Linked DNA regions of Capsicum annuum: region 2 is linked to region 1. Evidence: chromatin contacts called from public Hi-C data. All regions are on one chromosome and are shown on one strand. Each heading gives the region's core, a stretch centred on a gene start, on an enhancer-like site or on the middle of the called end of the contact. The rest is flanking DNA. Distances are from core to core; before and after follow the strand shown.

Region 1 (2,807 bases), core at 241-2,740:
ACTCATGAATAGTCTCAGCTTACTCAGATTTGTTTGCTTTACTTATTTACTCTGTTTTGTTTGTAATTAATTGATTTCTTTCATTTTCTGGAATATAACTGCTAATAAATTGACTCTAAAACAAGGTTGAATTCTAACGTGCACTCTTGACTCACCTACAAATTCAATTGTACAAAATTCACGATAAACAATTATAGCAATGCACAACCAATTTGGATAGACCGTCAAGAAAGGTTTGGCAAAATTAATAGTTTGTGGATATATCACAATCCCAATTTGATTTGATTTTTGTATTTGACAAATTAACTTAATTGATTTGGTCATTTTATGGATAAAAATCGAGCCCAGTCAAATCATTAACGCTGCTCATGATAAGCCTTCTTTGGCATACATGATTCCTCAGGAATAGATGACTTCTTCCGCACTGGCTGACAGATCTAAGTCCAAGAACCATACAGTGAGGAGGATTTTCTTCTTCCATTTAGTATAGTTACCGCCAAAAAATATTTGAATTTGCCCATTTTCATTGAAAATAGCAGTAGAAAAAGTTGTAAATTACGAGAAAACAAAAACACACATACGTAAGATATGAGTTATGACGTACAGACCATCAAAAGTGAATCACATTAATACCAATTCAAAGTAAATTCTTGATCTCCAAATAGGTAAAAGGTTGCAAATTATGTACATAATATACTTAAATTTTTAAGATAAGTAACCACAAAAAGAACTAAAAAATAATTTATACTTATTTAAATTGAAAATTTTATTATCTTATTTCAATTAATCTCACAAAAACAGTTACCTTGCTATTACCATTTTAACAAGATAATTGAACTATATAAATATCATTATAATTTGAATACTTACTTTATATGATGAAATATTTCCTTTCATATCAAATATTCAAGATATCGTGGTTAATTAGTAAATGACAAACAAGAAATTCAAGAATGACATCTCACACAGAATGTTAATTTTTTTTAATTAAAGCTTTCATTATTTCGTGATATTTTGTTTAAACCTTTTTCTATTTATGGACACAACTTTTTTATCTTGCAAAGATAGAAATAAGATTTATGGATAGTCTACACTCCCTAAATCTTATTTTTGAAATTACATTCTATATATTATTTTTATTGTGTACATGTATATACATTGATACTTATATTTATGCACGTATAATGTGTATGGGTTAAAACGGCTTAGATAAGGATTTAGCCGACTAGGTCGACCTGGCAAGGGCGGATCTAAGGTATTAGATGTGGGTTAATGAGAACTCAGTAACTTTCGTGCGGATCTTTTATTTATATTGAGAAATTTAGTAAATATATAAAAATTATAAGTTGAAAACCCATAAATGAAGTGTGTCATTGGTCTAATGATAGAGAAAACTTGCTAAAGCTTTGTACGCCCCTTAGTTGTGGGTTCTAACCCTGTATCCTAGACTCGCCTCTGGTCGACCTAGGTCAAGAACTGACCCTAGAGGCAGAGTCAGGATTTGAAGTTAGGGGGTTTAGAAAATTAAATTAAAAAGGAAAAAAATTATCACATTTATATTGAATGCGAAATATTTCAAATTTTGCTGGAGGAGGCAAAGGAGAGTTATCCAGAGGATATTGTGGTGGCACTTGGAAGTGATTCTGTTGAAGATATAAGCAAAAATGTGGAGATGCTGTCAAATTGGATCAGTAGTTGGAACCCTGTTTCAATTTTTAGATGATCCTTTGCAAATTCACATAGAATTATGTACAGATGAGTAGTGTCTCTCACGCCACAATTGCAATTACATGGGATTGAGCATGTCTCAAATAGATGCCGCGGAGGAATTTGGTGAGCTCATTACTACTAGGAACTTTGCTGGTTGTCTTACCACATGCCCAAACAAATGAATCTGGAAATACAATTTCAATCCAATGACAATTTAATGGAACAGATTTCAGATTTCGATTTCGATTTCGATTTCGATTTCAAGTTGCTGCAGAATTTCAGATCTGGAAATACAATTTCAATCCAGTTCGGGTCGCTAGTGTAGGGAATTAATTGGTGGGGGTGTATTCCTGTTATGATTCAGTATTCAGTGTTCCGTGTCCCGTGTTCCATGTTTATTACGAATATGTGTGCTTGCCTCTGCTTTATATTCCTGCATTCCTGCTTTACTCTGTTCTATATTCTTTATGGGTGCCGTATCTATGTTACATCATCTGCTTCTGTGCTGTACTATGTGTTTGTATGATGTCTCGTGACTTGAGCCGGGGGTCTTTCGGAAACAGCCTTTCTACCTCATCAGAGGTAGAGGTATGGACTGCGTACATCTTACCCCCCCAGACCCCACTAAGTGGGAATACACTGGGTTTGTTGTTGTTGTTGTTGTTGTATGTTTTTTTTTTCATTCAAAAAGTATTTTTATTTAAAACAATCTGCATCTATGTGCAAACGTGCACAAGATGGAGAAGAATACAGCTTTTAAAATAAAAAATATACACATATAATAATAGCAAAAAAGGAATAAAATATTATAAAACATTATAGTTATTATGGATGTCCACTACTTCAAGAATTTACTCATCCACTACTTCATACACCATTATGGGGTGGAACTCTTACACCTTTGACCTCCCCATAACCTTCATGATTTATCTCATGTTTATGGTGTAACTCTTGCACCTTTTAACCTCCTCATAACCTTCATGATTAATGTCATGTTTATGACAACCTTTCATATGCCTATATGTTATACTATAAATAGAAGCATAAAGTTCATATTATAGATACTTGAAAGATTTATATACTTGATACTTGAAAGA
Region 2 (2,878 bases), core at 62-2,561, 150 kb after region 1:
TAAGAAGGTGCCGCCCAAGCTGAAAGACAAATTCTACAGGGTGGTAGTCCATCCGGCCATGTTGTATGGAGTGGAGTGTTGGCCAGTTAAGAACTCCCATATCCAAAAAATGAAGGTGGCAGAAATGCGGATGTTGCGCTGGATGTGTGGGCTGACTAGAGGGGATAGAGTTCGAAATGAGACTATCCGGGAGAAGGTTGGTGTGACTCCAGTGGAGTGCAAGATGCGGGAAGCCCGATTGAGATGGTTCGGACACGTGAAGAGGAGGGGCATGGATGCCCCGGTTCGTAGGTGTGAGAGGCTAGCGTTGGATAGTTTTAGGCGGGGTAGGGCTAGGCCGAAGAAGTACTGGGGTGAGGTGATTAGGCGGGATATGGAGCAGTTACAGCTCACCGAGGACATGACCCTAGATAGGAAGGTCTGGAGGACGCGAATTAGGGCAGAAGACTAGGGCCGGTTTGGGTCGCTAGTGTAGGAAATTACTTGGTGGGGGTTTTATTCTTGTTATGATTCCGTGTTCCATGTTTTATTACGAATCTGTGTGCTTTCCTCTGTTTTCTAATACTTATAGGTGCCGTATTTATGTTATGTAATCTAGTTCTGTGCTGTACTATGAGTTTGTGTGGTATTTCGTGACTTGAGCCGGGAGTCTATCGTAAACAACCTTTCTACTTCTTTAGAGGTAGAGGTATGGACTGCATACATCTTACCCCCAGACCCCACTAGGTGGGAATACACTGGATTTATTGTTGTAATTAATGATCTTCTTAATTTAAATAAGAGTATAATAGAAAATTTTTAATTAAATTACTCTTAAAAGATGAAAGGAGCAACTAAAAAGAAATTTGAACACACCTCAAATAAAAATAATTAAAAAGGAAAATAGGAAATAGTAATTAAAAGTTAAATCTTAAAAAGTAAACAAACTTAACAACTGAATCTCCGGAAAAAAATGATTTCATAGACCCTCTCAAGTCTTTAGTTAAAAAAAAGGAGATAAGTGGATCCCATAACATCCCTAAGTTTAAAAAGTAAAATCCCTTAAACAATTGGAATAGTTGTTCGACTTGTCTTAACAACTTCACACAATTGTCGAATAACTTCGATAGTCGTTAAACAACTTCACAAAGTTATCGAATAACTATCAAAATTGTTGAAACCAAAATATTTAAGAAAAACTAAAAAAAAAAATTATTCCTTTCATCTAATTTTTAAAACTGACATCAATTAATTAGAAAACTTATCTATCCCTTTTAGTTGAAAGTCACAATCTCGAACCCCAATTATTCTTTTTCACTTCAACTTGAATATGTCTCAAACATCTATTTCAGTACCAGAAAGATGAAAACTCCGGATTACCCATGTTATGAAACGAAGTATCATTCCATTCTCAGGAACGCTCCCCACTCCTACCGACTCGATGGCATCTCTGGCCTTATACAATTTATTACAAAACGAATTATTCAAATGAATAAATAATTAATTAACCGACTCCAATTTCCACTCTCAAACACTGTAACATCTGTTCAATAAATCATAATAATTAATACAAACAGCACTATTATATATAATGATGTTTTGTGCTACTACTAATACTTTACCACCATAATAGTAATTTCCAACAATGTATTTCAAGGCTTTTCTCACTCTCTTCATCCTCTTCATCTTCTCCGGCTCCGCTTATAGCCGTCACATCGGACTAATTTCCGATGGATTGCACGACAGTGAAATCGATCATCAGAATTTTGAAGTTCTCCGGTTGGAACAGGATTTTGTCGGCGCCGGAACGGAGAGTTGTGAAAAGAGTTATGGATTTTTGCCTTGTACTAAAACTGCTCTTGGGAATGTTTTTCTCGTTTTGGTTTATGGTTATTTGATGTTCCTTGCGGCTACGTATTTATCTTCTGGTAGTGAACTGTTGCTTGAGATTTTAGGACCTGGTCTTATTGGTGGACTGTTCCTTCCTGTCCTTGGTGCTCTTCCTGATGCTATGCTTATTCTCGGTATGATAATTATCGGTCTCTCATTTGGTTCACTAATTAATTCATTTTTTTTCGATCTTTTTGGTTTTGATACTCAATACATCAGTTTAGTATAGAGTTGAAAAACTGGAATTTTTGTTGTACACATCGTTTGGGACACTTCTAGATTCAAATTGATCTACCCTTTTGATATATATAGAAATGCAACTTTCCTATAGTATCTGAACATCTAGATTCTAATTTTGAACTAAATGAAATAATTTGATGTGAAAAGGTGTCTCCCGAGTATTTTTGGAGAGCAATATTCTTCTGTATTTTTTAGGCATAAAACACATAAACACACACTTAAATTTGATATCAACTGGTAAGTAAATACTCAAACTTTGAGAATGCATATCTAGACACCTCAGCTCGGTCTTTATTGTGTCAGCTGAAAATTCCAATTTCTAAAATGAAAGCTCTCCTCAATTATATGTCACATCAGCACTGTATCTGTTGTAACTATTTTCGCAGGCTAGACTACCCTGGATGTCACAATGTGCTTAGGATTACAAGTAGCCCCAAAGCTAACTCATGTTACGCACTAGCACTGAATAATACACAATTTGTATTAGACATAAGCTGAAATTTTAACTTATAGGCTGAATTGCACTTGGAATATCAATCTCAAAAAAAACAAAAACTAAACCACAACTAAAAGTCTGAATGTCCAAGAAGACAACTGACAGATTCTGACAAGCCTCTAAATAAAACTGAAGAGCCACTGGGACAGACCCCAGCTGACTCAAAAGAAAGCATAAATATCGAACTTCTACTTATTAGCTAAAAACATAGTCTTGGTCCTCGGAACATGCGGACTCACTAACTGACAGGATGTAGGAAATGGTGATCGTGGC

Evidence for each region. A called contact is a pair of places that touch in the nucleus more often than the background predicts.
Region 2: a contact with region 1 is called in a Hi-C map of leaf, with 2.2 times the contacts expected there. The contact joins the promoter of LOC107842432 here to the enhancer-like site in region 1. A contact is called at or near these places in 4 of 5 Hi-C or Micro-C datasets (bud, leaf and placenta).

What each region holds. Positions count from the first base shown.
Region 1 is chr9:158,239,156-158,241,962 of UCD10Xv1.1, forward strand. No RefSeq gene overlaps it. Among protein-coding and RNA genes, the nearest start is that of LOC107842434, 9.7 kb to the right of the region's middle. Within about 2 kb of position 1,491, at least 4 of the 5 cell types and tissues checked have an H3K27ac peak or open chromatin away from gene starts, as enhancers often do. A contact at or near this core is called in bud and leaf, where this site is marked.
Region 2 is chr9:158,393,205-158,396,082 of UCD10Xv1.1, forward strand. It overlaps LOC107842432 (sodium/calcium exchanger NCL), which reads left to right and starts at 1,312. Exons shown (of 7, transcript XM_016686273.2): 1 at 1,312-2,003. The coding sequence starts at 1,625.